Linked DNA regions of Mus musculus: region 2 is linked to region 1. Evidence: chromatin contacts called from public HiChIP or PLAC-seq data. All regions are on one chromosome and are shown on one strand. The core of a region is the stretch at or near the end of the contact, and the rest is flanking DNA. Distances in the headings are between cores, read along the strand shown. Region 1 has its middle 33 kb from the start of Mir8120. Region 2 has its middle 66 kb from the start of Gm35039.

The links. HiChIP or PLAC-seq counts read pairs in DNA pulled down with a chosen protein or histone mark.
Region 2: a CTCF HiChIP or PLAC-seq map of the NIH/3T3 cell line shows a contact between it and region 1, with 7 read pairs. The contact joins two enhancer-like sites. A contact is called at or near these places in 1 of 15 datasets of contacts at CTCF or cohesin (the NIH/3T3 cell line), 5 of 484 Hi-C or Micro-C datasets (bone marrow-derived macrophages, brown adipocytes, embryonic stem cells and 2 more), 4 of 115 datasets of contacts at active chromatin or transcription factors (embryonic fibroblasts, embryonic stem cells, neural progenitor cells and 1 more) and 1 of 9 other capture datasets (embryonic stem cells).

Annotation. Positions count from the first base shown.
Region 1 is chr3:65,622,932-65,630,629 of GRCm38.p6, reverse strand. No RefSeq gene overlaps it. Among named protein-coding and RNA genes, the nearest start is that of Mir8120, 33 kb to the left of the region's middle. Within about 2 kb of position 4,714, at least 54 of the 459 cell types and tissues checked have an H3K27ac peak or open chromatin away from gene starts, as enhancers often do. A contact at or near this core is called in the NIH/3T3 cell line, brown adipocytes, muscle stem cells and 1 more, where this site is marked.
Region 2 is chr3:65,858,420-65,866,117 of GRCm38.p6, reverse strand. No RefSeq gene overlaps it. Among named protein-coding and RNA genes, the nearest start is that of Gm35039, 66 kb to the left of the region's middle. Within about 2 kb of position 2,642, at least 111 of the 459 cell types and tissues checked have an H3K27ac peak or open chromatin away from gene starts, as enhancers often do. A contact at or near this core is called in the NIH/3T3 cell line, brown adipocytes, muscle stem cells and 1 more, where this site is marked.

The DNA.
Region 1 (7,698 bases), core at 3,465-5,964:
CTTCACCTCCCCTCCCTTCACCTCCCCTCCCTTCACCTCCCCTTCCTTCTCCTTCCTCCTCTTCCTCCTCCTCCTCCTCCTCCCAAGTGCACCACCACCAACACAGTGGGGTGTTTTTTCCTTTTGTTGTTTTGTTTTCTAATATAGGATCTCTGTAGCCCAGGCTGGCCTATCACTTAGGAGTGAGCCTCCTATCTCATGCTCCCGGGAATGAGAATTATTGGCCATTCATTTGTACCTGTATGTTATCTTTTTCTGCTTCATTTTTGATTTTTTTAAGGCATAGTTTCATGCCCCATTAGGCTTCATATTAGCATTTTTTGCTATTCATTACTCCAGATTTATTTTTAGAGACCTGTATCAGCTTTTATATCTATGAATAACAGATTGATAATAAACTGAAATGATACACTGATAAGTAAATAAATAAATATTTTAATAAATAGATAAGAAGAGTTATGTCAAAATAAGGGGCATCCGCTCTGCCGAGGGAACAGCCCAGTGAAGAAAGAACTGACAACTGTAAGAAAATAATTGCAAATCATGCATCAGATAAGAAATCACATTCAAACTACTCAGTAATGAGGAAATAACTCTGTTGACAGGTGGACGTGAGAGCTTTAATAGATGTTTCTCAAAAGAAGGCATACAGATGAGCAAAAACTATATGAAAACTGCTCGATATCAGTAATTTTCAGAGAAATGCAAATCAAAGCCACAAAGAGCTCCGGAACACCTGTGAGACTGGCTGTTATAAAGAGACGAAAGATAACACCTGTTGGCAGGGCTGAGCAAAAAGAGAACCTTGACCGCCTGGTCGGATTGCAGATTATCCTGGGCATTCAGGAAAACACTGCAAAGCTTTCTCAAAGAGAAATGCTGGTGTAGAGCAATTGCACAAGCCAGCAATCCCAGCACGGAGCGTGTACTGGTGGAGCACGCCTGAGAGTTGTTAGTGCTCCCTCTTGGTAGCTTTGCTCACAGCAACCAAGACACAGAAACAAAGTGAGTTAATGCTTTTTGACTGTGGTATACATAAACAGTGGAATACTATTAAACTGTTTCAAACAAACAAGCAGGAAATTCTACTATTTGGAACACCATGGGTAAGCCTGTAAGTGATTATGTTAAGTGAAACTAAACCAGGCACAGAGAGGCAAGTTCAATATGATCTCACTGTAGATGCGAAATCTTAGAGAGTTGAATATGTTGAAATAGAGAGTAGGTGCTGATTGCCAGAGTCAGGCAGGGGAATGGTGTATCAGTGACAGTGGGCACAAAACAAAGTACAAGTCTGCTAGGCTCTAGGAATGCAGCTGAGAAACCTGGGAAGTTTTAGTCTCTCTCCCCAGCATATATATAGACACACCCAATGTCAGAGTTACTTGTTTTAGGCTCTTTAGGACCTGGAGACATAGATCAGTTGATACAATGCTTGCCTCAGCACTTAATGAGTACTAAGCTGCAGTACCACATTAAACAGGGCACAATGGTAAAAGCCTATAATACAAGCACTCCAGAAGTGGAGGCAGCCACCCTGAACTACCTGAGACCCCGTCTGAAGAGAAAAGAAGAAAATGTAGGCTTTGAACATCACCTGAGGCCATCTATGGTTCCTGGATCTACAGGTTTTAGGACCAGATCAATCTGGGTTTGAATTCTAGCATTAATAGCTATGTGATCGCCTGAGCTGTAACTTACATTCTCTGTGTTCAAATTTCCTTGTCTAGAAAGCAAGGAGATATGAACAAAGACAGAAGTTATAAGAATTACCCCTTGTGACTGCCGCACCCGGGGATCCATCCCATAATCAGCCTCCAAACGCAGACACCATTGCATATGCCAGCAAGATTTTGCTGAATAGACCCTGATATAGCTGTCTCTTGTGGGGCTATGCCGGTGCCTGGCAAACACAGAAGTGGATGCTCACAGTCAGCTATTGGATGGAACACAGGGCCCCCACTGGAGGAGCTAGAGAAAGTACCCAAGGAGCTGAAGGGGTCTGCAACCCTATAGGTGGAACAACAATATGAACTAACTAGTACCCCCCAGAGCTCGTGTCTCTAGCTGCATATGAATCAGAAGATGGCCTAGTCGGCCATCATTGGGAAGAGAGGCCCCTTGGTCTTGCAAACTTTATATGCCTCAGTACAGGGAAACGCCAGGGCCAAGAAGTGAGAGTGGAGGGGGGGGCGTATGGGGGACTTTTGGGATAGCATTTGAAATGTAAATGAAGAAAATACCTAAATAAAAAAATTTTTTTTAATTTAAAAAAGTGGTTGAAAAAGCTGGAAAAAAAAAAAGAATTAGCCCTTGTACATGGAAAAGCTCCTCGTATGTGATAAATAATAGGCCAGGGGTATTACTTCTTCTCTTGCCTTTCATTAGGAGGTAGGTGAACTTGGAGCTGGAGATGTGGTTCCCTTGCTAAAGTTTGTGCCTAGTATGCACGGGTTTTGTATAAGGCCCTGGGTTAGATCCCAAGCACTGAATGAGAAAACAACAAAGCTGATCTAGAAGGCAGAGCTTTAGTTTACACCTGAACTTTTCTTTGTGGGTCAAGTTCATAAGCTGCATCCCATCTCTACATGTTGGTGGCAGAAACACAAACCTCTGTTTGTGTTTCTAATCAAGCCATCAACTTTTAAACAAGATGGCCAATGATGATGTTTGAAGTATCTGGGGTAAGATTCTAAGAACTGTGAACATACCTGGCCACTCTTAAAGAGACGCTATGTAATGTGCACATACATTTTTCTGTTGTTTGAAAACAAATACTTGTATCTCTAAGTACTGTGGATTGCTTTCTGTTGGGGAATGCTGTTTCTGTCAATCTCCAGGAGGAAGGAACATGCAAATTTTTAGATGAAAGTGCTCTTAAATGAATACCATCGCAAAGAAGTTAAATGCCACACTCCCTGTTTGTCCTTCCAGTGTAAAACTCTGGAATAATCCACCCTCTAAGTCATACAGCTAATGGTGGAGTGACTCACCAGCTACCAGGAGGTGATGGCGAGGCCCCTTTGTCATAATTTACAGACTCCTCTTTCCATGGACAAAAACAAGTTATGTATGGTATTTATGTACATCTGTGTAGCTGAGCATTTTCGAAATGCTTCTTGAAGAACATTATACAGGAAATTGATGCCACAGGGAAAATATTCATTTTCTCCATCCTCTCTCACAAACACAAGGACAGACTCACTGTGGCTAGACTGGCTTCCTGCAGTGTGCTGTTGCTTATTGGATTTTACACTAGATGCAGGGGGCAGGGAGCGAAAGAATAGGTTCTCTGTTTCAATTTAGAGCATGTTGAAAAGGCTCAGATGCATAAACAAATGAGCTCCCCTCATGAGAGCAGTGAGGTATAGAATATGATGTTTCAGAAAGAAAAAAAAGTCACAGAACTCTCAGGCTAACAATTGCTCTTCACGCCTATTGATAAAAGTCAGTTTCTATCACATTAGACACACGGGACTGGGTTTAAGCATCATGTGCTGTCACTTGTCAATGGGAAAGTCTGCGTGCTTTTGCCTCTGCAGTCTTGCTTGGAAGGAGAGTGTTCCTCTGCAACTAGTGGCAGTAGTGGTCTTTGGTTAGTGGCCTTCTCTGATTCACTTCTCCTAAGGCCTTTCTTCATCAACCAGATCCTTTATCTGGAACCCATGAGATTATGGAAAAACCGAATCTCTAGCCAGCAGGAGCAATAGATGTGACTTGGGTCAAATGACTGCATGTGTTCCACTCCAGGCCTCGCTCAGCTCCAGTCTGCAAGTTGTCAGGTGACTTTGACTTCACCTTCATCTAGACAAGAAAGTAGTCTCTCATTGGTCTAACACAGCCTCAACCGGTCCCCTCAAGTAATCCTATATCCTCCTCCTTCATTCAGCAAACTTGACTGAGTGCTGAGTCCTGACTAGGCATGCACCGATCAGGCACTTCAAGAGCATCAGGTGTGTATTAACCAGGAGGCCATGTTCTTTTGGCCTTTTCAGTCAGCAAGACACAGACACATAATCAGGTTATTGCAGGAGATGGAAACTTTGGAAGGAGTGGCAGAAAGCTATGAGGCTACAAGAAGTACTTTGTGGCTGGCTGAGTTTCACAGAGAGCTAAAAGAGGCAGCGTTCTGCGGCAGCTTCTCAAGCCCTGACGACAGGAGTTCTGTTCATCTGGTCCTCTGGCCATCACCTCAGATTTGTTTATTTCACCTTGCTCCAATGAATCCACTATGTTGTTATTGTGACTCAGCTGCTCTCAAGCTCCATTTATTTTCCTTCCTCTTCCAACTTTCCCCCAGTTCGTGGTAGCATTGCATGTTTGTACAGTATGCCTCTGGCTCTGGTATTCTCTGCCTGAAGCCCAATTTTTGTCAATCTATTCAAAAGCTCCAAGAAAGATGATATATTTCAGCCTACTGTTCCCTCTCCAGGTGTGAGCATCTGTCTGGGGGCTAAGTTCAGATCCTCTGTGATTGTTTCTGGGACGTTTGAATCAGGCTAATTCCTGGCTTAGCCACAGCTACAAGAGCTTAACCCTTGAAAGATCCCTGAAACTCCATCCAAGTCCATCTGGGCGCTTTTCCTTTTCAGCAATCATGTCTCCTTGCTTAAAAACAAAACAAAACAGAAAGTAAACCTAGACTAGCCAGAACAGAACAACAGGTCAGCCAGCATACGGTATACTCAGCGGTGATTTAGAAACAGAAAACAGAACATGAGCGAGTCAGAATGCCAAGTACAAACAGCAGCTTACGAGAAACAAGGCTGCAGAACTGACTAAGCCATGGAGAACATTATCTCATTTATCAAGAACTGGAAAGATTGTTATGTGCTCCAAACGTACTTAAGGATAAGATGATCTGGCAAACAATGGTGTTCACAGAAGGATGAACTCAAGTGCTAGAAGAAGGGACATGGCAGACCACATAGCAGAGTCTTTCGATTCATACTGAAAAAAGTCCCCTGAAGAGAACTCACAGATCAGTTCATTTGCATAAGTAGTAGTAGATCCTGCACTTGTAGACAATGGTAAGTATTACAAACCAGAACTTTTAACTCCATAAAAAAAAAAAAAAAAACCTAAAGACAGAAGAGATAGCATTCATGCTCAGAGGGCTCTGCTGGTTGCCAGTAAACACTGTCAAAAGAAAAATCACAAAACTCGGGCAGAAAAATTGGAGTAGCCACACAAAACAGTTTGTGTTTTCTGTACAGGGACAGGATACCGTGAGATATAACAGGAAGAACATCTTAGATTTCATCTTGTTCTTCTCATCGACCAGCTGTGTTTGTGTACCAACCCTCTTGAGCTGAGGCTTCAGTGATCTGAAGAAAGGGTAGGACGGAGGGCTATGTAGGTCCCACGCCCACATGGCTCTTCTAGCCCTGTTCTGTCTAGGAGTGACAGTGCCTATCTTTTAGGGTCAGTTGAGTACTGTTCGACTGCATTAAGAATTAATAGGGCTTGGAAAATGCTTCAGTCACTAACATACTTTCAAAATGTATGAGAACCTAAATTTGTTCAAAAGTGAGAAAAAAAAAAAAAAAGCTAGGTGTGGTAGTGTGTGCTTATTATCCCAGAGCTGAAGAGCAAGCTCCAAGCCAATGGAAGATCTTAAAATAACATATGTAGTATGAGCTTGTCCTTTGGCCTCCATACTTACAAATACATTATTGTACATCTACACATGTATAGTGGAACACACATAATAGTTTAATAGAATGGTATCAAGACTGCCTCAAAGCGAACAGATTAAGGAATGAATCTTGAATCATTCACAGAATCTTGGATTAGATTTCTTCCCATTTTATCATTGCCTTTTGTTGTCAGATATTTGCCCCAAAGCTGGAAAGTCATATAAAACCATAACATCCCATATAGAATTGAAAATAAAAAAAAAAAAACTTCACTGTGTATGGAGACATCTATACATTTAAGCCTTTTGTATGGGGCTGAAAACTAAAATGTATCACAACCATTTAAAAGTAAACCAGAGAGCAGACCCTGTAGCTCCCTTTGGCAGCAGAGTAGAGTTGATCCTGCTGGCTGGAGCACAGGTGAGCTACCCCCAAGAGAGTGAGCATAGGAGAACTGGCCCTGCAACTTGTCTGCTGTTTGGCAGTGTAGGTGAGGGAGAGATACCCTCCCCTACCATCACCAATTGTCACCTACAGCAGACAGAAGAGTTGGCCCTGGGGGTCATGAGAGTGGGAGAGCTGGCCCTGCCCCTCACTTGCTACAGTACCCAGGAGAGTGGGCCCTGCTCCTCACCTGGGCATCACAGTAGAGCTGGCCCTGGATGTGGGGGCTGCAGGTGAGCCAGCACCGAGGGCATAAGAACAGGAGAGCTAGTGAGCCGCCCAGCTCAGATACCTCTCAGGCCTAGATCCGGGGCTTTGTATTGACTCACCCCAACATCTACCCCATCAATGAACTGCTGGAGTGCATGAAGGGGCCAGTCTTATACATCCAAATCTACAGAATCTCCATGACACAGGGCAACAACAGGATATCTGAAAGAAGTTTCAGTCAGGTTCCAGTATTGACAGAATAGCAGAAGCCCGGGGCCTTGCACCAACAGTCACTGCAATGAGTATCTGCAAGCAAAGAAGTGTGGGCAACAGGGTATACCATGGGATACACTGTGATACACTATGGCTTCAACAACAAGATTGCTTTTCTCCATTGTGGGGAGGTTGCAAGAGTGGAAAGCAGGTATAAGAGGAGGAGGAGATAAGTGGGATTGGGGTGCATGGTGTAGAATTCACAAAGAACCAACACTTTTATTCTTTTAAGAATACCGAGTGGCATTTCATTATGTTCTCTTAGCCTTAAACTCTGACAGAAGTATAATTGAAAAGAGACTACCGTTGTACAAAAAGAAGGGTCTCCTGGTTGACAGTCATGCTCTTAGACAACCAGAAAACCTGTAGGCCATCTGCAGGCCCGCCCACTGTAGATGAAGAGAACCTGACAACTTCTTCACGGGATGCCGTTCTCTCATTGAGTCTTCGTGGGCAGGGCTCTCTGGAGCTGTGGCGTGCACACGTTGCCACGTGCTCCTCAGGAGCCCAAGCAGAGGAACAGTAGGTAGATAACATCAGGCAAAGCTTCAGAGCATCCTCCTCCGCAGAAGTCTGCTGTGGTCCTAGCTTGCGTATTTTAGAACAACATACTATTTAAAAATATGAAACAGCTATAAATATTATCTCAACAGTGTATAAAAATACTTTTATTTACAATTAGTATCACATCCAGCTATAGTCAGCATCTGGAGCAAAAACTGTCCGTACCTAAGTGTTAGCGTTAGTGTGGGAACTAGTGGTACGAGCTTTGAGGATGCTACCACCCACGATATGTCTGTTACACGATGTGTCTGTTTCCTTGTCGAAAAAAATGAGGACAGAGTTTTGGTGAGAACTTAATGAGTCATGGTTTAAATGGCCTACAGCAGCACCTGACACATCATAAGTACCATATACACACATTTGTTATGTAATAAGTTAAAAAAAAAATAAAGCAAGCTGTCCTAGTCAGTTCACATTACTAAAACAAAACACTATGATTTGGGTGTCATATAAATACCAAATATTGCTATTTCTGCATATGGCCCACACTCTGCCATGTTCCCGACTCCATAACATTCTGGCTCATGTCCAAAGAAGTGGATCCTGGTGATCATGACCTGACACTTCT
Region 2 (7,698 bases), core at 1,393-3,892, 240 kb before region 1:
GTTTCAATGGGAACGGCCTCATGGACTCATATCTTTGAATATATCGTGCCCAGTTGGTAGACTTGTTTGGGGAAGAATTGGGAGATGCACCCTTGACAGAAGAGGTGTGTCACTAGGGACAGCTTTGAGGTTTCAAAAAAACCCAGGGCCATCCTAAGCCTATCTCTTTTTCTGCCTGCTACCTACCTATGGATCAGAATGTGAGCTCTCAGCTCCTGCTCCACAGCCTGCCTGCCTGCCTGCCTGCCTGCCTGCCTGCCTGCCTGCCTGTCTGCCTGACTGCTTGCCTGCCTGCCTGCCTGCTGCCTGCTGCCTGCCTGCCTGACTGCCTGACTGCCTGACTGCCTGACTGCCTGACTGCCTGACTGCCTGCCCGCCTGCCTGCCTGACTGCCTGACTGCCTGACTGCTTGCCTGCCTGCCTGCCTGCCTGCCTGCCCGCCTGCCTGCCTGACTGCCTGACTGCCTGACTGCTTGCCTGCCTGCCTGCCTGCCTGCCTGCCTGCCTGCCTGCCTGCCTGCCTGCCTGACTGCTTGCCTGCCTGCCTGCCATGCTCCCTACCTTGACACTCATGGACTCTAACCCGCTGTAACTGTAAGCCTCAAATAAAAATGCTTTCATTAATAAGTGGCCTCAGTCATGGCATTTTACCCGGGCAATGGGAAAGTAACTAAGACATGGGGTAACTAGAAGAACACCGCACTAAAGCAGCAGTGGGAGGTCTGTAAGCAGAGGTTAAGTTCAAGATGTGAAGAAGGAACCACATTTACAGTTAGGAAAAAAACTCCCATTAGCTGAGGCCACAAGAGCCTTAGGGCAAACCAAGGCTTCCAGGCCAACTCCAGAGTCATCATCTCTGCTTTTGACCTCCACCTCCTGACCAAGCTCACCAGGCCTCCACACATGGAGACTGCAGTACTCCCTGAAGGGTAGAAAGGACTGAGTGGGAGCATGCTATCCGGGACCCCTTTCTCAGGGCACCCGGCTTTCACATTACTGCCATCTGCAGAGCCCTGGGTGACTGCCATTGCTGTTCCTGCCCCTGTTGGTATGGCATGGCACCCAGCAGAGGGGGATTTAATTTCCTCCAAGTGTGGAAGATTTTTCAGGTGGCCTCTGATGGGACAATAATCAGCTGGCCTCCCCCCTCCCTTTATGTCCCACTTCTCCTAGATTGCCATCTCTCTCAGAAGTTTTGTAATGGCAAATACTCTTTTCTTATCTGTTAAAATATCTTACATCTAAAAGTATGGTGGTGGCTAATTGGCCTCCATTCCCAATTCCGTTTCTCAAGGAGGCCTGAGAGGACTAGCGAAGATGACCATTCACCCAATTTGGGCATCAGTGAGAGAGGAACACAACACCTCAGGCCCAGGAAACAGGCCATCTTGTCCGGGCTCTGTGCAGGCATCCTCCTGCATTGGATGTCTCACTATCAAGCTAGCACTGACTCCACCCTCTCTGCATTAATTCTTGTCATGAGCCAGAAGCCTCGAATATCAATCTTGTTTTTCTTCTTCCAGCATTTCCGATACCAATAATAACACCATTACCCTTAAGTATGAGTCTGTATACCCGACACAGAGTGCTTTGGGGTCATTGAAATGCTCATCCGTCCTTTCTAGGTCTTTCATATCTGGGAATCAGCAATGCAGAAAATGGGATTCAAGAAGAAAACAAAAACCAAAGTGAGGCTTGAAATGAGCGAAGCAGTGCGGAGGGCTGGCACGAGCCGACTGCCACCAGAGCAGGGAGAGCATGCAGGTCGGCTAAGGGAGCGCACCGCGAAACTGGCCAGCCCCTTAGCAACATCCGCATAGCTGACACAGAACACTCTGACTTGGGGAGGGATGAAAATACCGGGTGACATCAGAGGCTCCGAGCACAGCCAGGGCATTCTAGAGGTGTGTGGTGTCAGGACGGCCTGTGCTGGCCTCATTTATCTACCTGAGTCATTTGAACAAAGCACTCGCTGGCTTAGCTTTGTTGTGACTAGAATTTGGAACCAATCCCCTGGCTCTGCCCCCATGGGTTTTGCTACTGCAGCGCAGCGTGGGTATGTAGGAACACAGACCGAATCCTGTGGCAATCAAGGATAGACTGTTCCTTCTCTGGGCCACAGGCTTCCCTAGGAAGGAGCCTTGGCCAAGTGTTTGTGTGTCTCCAGAACCAAGTGTCTGGCAACCAGCAGGTTTCTCGTGAATAAATGACAAATCCCAGAGACACATTCTGGGAAACGCAGGGCTTTTGTGGTGGCAGCATGCTCAACAGCACAGCACTGTGCTGTGGGACTCTTTAGTTTGTGGGACTCTAAGAATAATTTTCACGTCCTGGGAAAAGTGTCTGGCGCTGATTGCACATGCGAAAGTGTCGTGACGTGGGGATTAGGGTTGTCACAGGCAGACTGAAGGCCTTAGAAAAAGCACACCAAAATGGAGGTATTCATTCTAGGGAGGCTGCAGAATACTCAATGAGCTGGCGTTCTTCTCCTCCGAGTGAAGAAGAGGCCATGCTTGAAAACGGGGCTGTAGAAGGAAGGTCTCAAGAAGCCTTACTTCAGATTCCGTTCAGACACCCTCAGCGAACTCCCACATATTCCTCACCTTTCCACTAGGGGGCAGACAGAGGACGGAGAACATCCCAGGCAGGAGGCCGGTCCCTCACAAGGCAATCAGCCTCACACCAACACACTAGGCTGTTTGTGCTATGCAAAAGGCGAGGCTAAGCCTCTCTCTTCCGGCCTGTCACAGTCTCATTGATACTGCATGGTTTGCCTGTGACATCAGACACCGAAAAGTATGACAACCAAACTGTACGGTTCAAGGTGAATGTCAATAAATAGAATAAAAGGGGAGGAGGGGGGGAAGGAAGAAAAAAAAAGAAAGATCCCTGATGTTTTTCTTACCACACATGGTTTGGGGGGATCCTTCATTATCCAGAGTATTCATGATGTATCTGAATTCAGTGACTTCTCACAATGAGAAGATAACTGGAAAACTGCATACGACCTCTCTCTTGACCTCTTTCTATTTACAACAGCAACGTGGTTTCTATCCAAGTCACTGTTTCCTTCTGAGAGCCCATTCCACAGGCCTCTGTGTATCAACACACAGAAGGAAATATTCCAAGGGATATATTTTTTTTAATAACTCCCACATGCCTTAAAAAGTCATTTCCTCCTAAGACATTCAGGGCAATCGGGGCCCCTTAATTGGCTTAATTTTTATTCTTAATCCTCAAGGGTCGAGGAAAAAACAACACGACTATCTTCCTGTTCCTATTACCCTTTCATAAACTGTTGAGCACACAGGCTTGCCTCTAAAAGAAACCACAGTGAGCCTAAAGGAATAAGCATTTGTCAGGCCAGACCCCAGACTGGAAGATCACTGCAGGTGTGAGTCACTCATGGGAACTCTGAGGGTCTGAAAGCCACTCTCCCACTTGCAGAGGTGAGGGCGGCGTTGGCTTAGAACTGGCTCCGTGTTTGCTAGCATTAATAGAAATGTCTGTCAAAACAACGTTTTGTGACTTTTAATGAATTGCATCTTTAATTGTGCTGAGAAAAAAGTAAGCAAATGACGTGAGTGAGCTTACTTACAAGGGAAGGGTCAGCCTGTGTCTAGAACGTGGGTTTCCTGTGGAACGAGAATTCTTGTGCAAATCACTTCAAGCCATCCCTGATTTTTTTTTTTTTTTGAATGCTCTCCCTGATTTCACGCTGATAGCATCACAGCTCAGAAGATCCTATGAAGACAGCCTGACATCAAGCTGCTTTCTTGGTTGGCAAAATGATCTTAAGAATTACCTAAAAATGTGCTGTTTCTAAATGATTTGTTCATCTAAAGTCATTTGATTTTCAATTAAAATAAAATAAACAGGCTTGGCTATATTTGGACACAGATGTTGCTGTGGCTTCCAGATTCCTTTGTTTAAAGGTGACAAGATGCGTGGAGAAGACATTCATCTGATTGGGTATTCAGGCTTACAAAGAAAGTAATTACAGGGCCAGAGAGAGGACTCACCCCCCCCCCCCCTTCATCTAAATTCCCTTCCACATATCAACATAGTTTGACCTTGATGGTTTTAAATGTAAAAGACACTGATGTAATTCAAATAAAGCAATTTTTCAAATACCCCAAGGAATCCGGGATCAGAGATGACAGGCCTGAAGGATGAAAACCTGAGGGGCTAACGGATTCTCCAGTCCTCACGGTAGATGTGTCTTCCCTTCCTATTGAACTAAGATATTTTTGTCTTCTTTCCAGGGAACATTTGTTTGCCCAGTCCTCTGGAAAACGCCCAAATGCTGGCTTCCCCTTCCCCTCCCTCTCTCTTGCTCCCTCTCTCCCCCCTCCCTTTCTCTCTCTCTAAGCCCTTCTGGTTTTTGTGAGTCTTCCCACTAACATTTGCACCAAGGCAGCCTCTGTGGTCAGTGAGGTGACCTCCAACCTTCCTCGCCTTTCTCCGAGGGCAGAGGCCCTCCCTTCTGCCCTGACAAAGCACTTTCAGTCAACTCTTGGGTTTCTTCATGGTTGATTAAACTGTCTGTGTTTATTCAGGACCCTTCTCCTCTTTCTGTGTCCGGCCGCTGACCTTTCTGTTGCTTCATTGTCAGAGGAGAGAGCTCACGGGGCAGTCAGTCCCAATGCTTGTTAGCAGCCCTGGAAAGCAGCTCGGCCACTGGAATTCCTAGCACATCTTCAAAGCCAGTGGCTTTTCACCTAGGTAGCTGCTGTTGCTGGATGAAGCTTGTGAGTAAGGGAGGGTTGCTGGTTCTCCTGGAACCGAATGGATACTGATCGTCTTGTCATTGATGTCCTCGAGGCTTCCTTCCTGCAGTGTGAAGTTCTGAATGATGATTGATCAGACTTTTGTTGCTTGGAAAGAGAAATGAACAAGAAAGCACAGCTCAGAGAGTTTTGTTGAGTAGCCAAAGACCAGCCAGGAAGGATGCTTTGAGCCAGAACTCCCTGCCTGACGCCTGCTCCTTACCCATCCATGGAAATTCTTGTCAGTAGGATGGCTGACCCCTGTTGTGACCCTGCCCTGGGCTCCTGGGCAAGCTCAGGTCGGTCCCAGCAGGGCCATCAGCTGACTAAGGTCCAATCTCCATGTGGTTCCACCACATGGGAGCTTTCCTTCTTTTTCTAAACATTGTGACGGGCACCTGCTGTACCTCTCTCTCCAAAAGGTGTTTTTGTATTCTGCTTCTTTGTGTTTGAATTGCATCATCCTGGCTTGGCTGCTAGCACTCAGAGAGTGGGAATATGCTGTCTTTATCTTCCTGTGCCTGGAAGCACGGGTTGAATATTTTAGTGAGAGTAAGAGGATAATGGAGGTGCGTATGGACGCTCGCCCAGCCTTTCTCTTATATTCCTTTAATGCCACCTAGTCCCCTGGGATAACCTGACTCCCCCCCACCCCCCCATTGTCCCTCATCATGCTCAGCTCCTGGCGTGCACAGGGCTTGAGCCTTTACTTCTTATTTAGTGTCTACATCACCTTTCTACCTCTGCCCAGTCATGGCTGCCCATCTGAGATGGGCGACTTTCAGGGGACTGGGATTCCACTTAATGCTTTTTGTCACTGGAAGTGACACAGAGAGGCTAGATACCCGGTGGACTTCAGACTTGTCAAAGGGAGTCACTAGGACTGAATTATTATTATTATTATTATTATTATTACTATTACTATTGTTATTGACTTCAGGCTGGCCTCAAACTTTGCATGTAAGTCCAGCATTGTGTCAGACCCCTGGTTTTCCTGCTTCTGATTTTCCAGTGCTGGGATCACAGACAAGTACTGCTATCATTCCTGGCTACTACATTAAGTGTTGATGGCTGAGGACTCCGTGCAGGTTTTCAGGTTGTTCTTGCTCTGTTCTGCTTATTTCTGTTTAGTCAGCGACAGCTGGGCTGGTGAGAGGCTAAGACACGCTCTAGGCAAGGCTTCTTAAACTTCAGCTCTTTGACAATGGCAATCCGTGCTGCCTAAGGTAGGTTTATAACAGTCCTTATCTCTAGCTTCAAAATTCCAGTAGCCACCCTCATCTGTGGCAGCTGAGACCTGCTCTAGTCATTGCCAAATAAATGTCCCTAGAGTCCAAGTGGGGACAGACTGATGGTCTCTGGGCATGCAGTTCGAAGCCGCAGCCAGGGAGTGGGGGTTGGGGAGGGGATGGTACCCTCAGAACCAGAGGGCTTTCTTCTTCTCTAGGAGATTTTCTTTCTAGACATTTACTCATTTGTGCGTGGAGGTCAGATGACAACTTGAAGGAGTCACTTGTCTCTTTCCACCATTGGGTAGGATTGAACTCCGGACTTCAGGCTTGGCGGCAAGCACCCTTTCCCACTGAGCCATCTCACTGACTCTTGGTTTGGTTTGGTTTTTAATATAACCAGTGTGATGCTCTGTCTTAGCCAGTTTGAGGGAGGAAGTCTCTCTAAATGGACTTAAATTATATAGTAGTTTAGTGTTCTGCTTTAATTTTCTACCTGGGGCCATTTTTTTTTTTTAAAGTTGCTGCTCCTGGGATGGATCCTTCAGCCTTGGGCTTGGATCCATCTTGCTTCAGGAACCCTGTGGCTGGCTGAAAACTCTACCAGGAACAGGATGAACCCCGGGCAGAGGAAACAGCTGGGCAACTCCTGTGTTGAAAACAGTATTTGGGGCTTCATTCCTCCACTATCTTGACCTAGGAACTAGATTGTTTACTCTCTTCTTCCCCGAGGATTCGTAAACATTTGGGAACAGTAATCACATAGCCTGAACTCACAGGACACCTGGCTACACAGCAGATGTTACAGTACTGATTCTCCACAGAGCTCTTGCTAGGCTCTGGCAGGCAGCACGGAATGTGGTCCAGAGTGCACACAGGGCCCCCAGGCCAGTAGGCTCCAGTCTCTGGTCAGTGTCTGGCCCTTTCTGCCTATCTCAGCTGCCAGAGGGATGACCCTGTGACCTGGGCTAAGTCTGGCTGGGGGGCAGGGAAAAAAAGACAGAGTTAAAGACTTGCACAGCCTTCAGAAATCATTTGTATTGCTGCTTCCTTGAAATGCCAGTGTCCGCGGATAGAGCGCCCTCGTCCCTCCCTCCTGGGCACCGTCCATCCTCAGGAGGGAGAACGAGAGACTGTCGTGCCCAGGCAGAGGTGGAATCAGGACAGAGGGTACGGTGCAGTCTCTTGAGACAGTCTCTCCAGACTTTGAAAACCCTGTTGAAATAGCATGTCCCCAGAGATGGGAGCCTGTTCACGGCTGACGGCTGACCCGGACTGAGCCTCTCTTGCTAGAGTTTGTTCTTGAGCCCCCCCTCCCCCCCCCGTGCTCCCCCTGTGGGCTCCTCTCCTTTGTCATCCCATGCTCACATGAATGCCCAACCCCCTGAGTGCTTACTTAGCTTTTAAAGCCTGCATACTCCACAAGTCTCTCCCTAACAGAAGCTACAGTTCCTTCTTGCCCCTGAGAGGTGACCACGGCCCCAGAGTTCTCCAAAGGCCTCCCTTTCTTTAGAGCTATTTTTCTTTGCTTGTAGGAGCAGCTGAGAGATAGTTTTGTAGATAGCAACTGCCTTTGGAAAGTTCGCATTTCCTAATCGTGAGATGGGAAAAGAAGCAGTACTGTGAACTCGTGTTTGCAGCTAATGCGTGGGAGAACCATCTTTTCAGGGAGTGGCTAAAGGTACCTGGTGTTGTTTGTG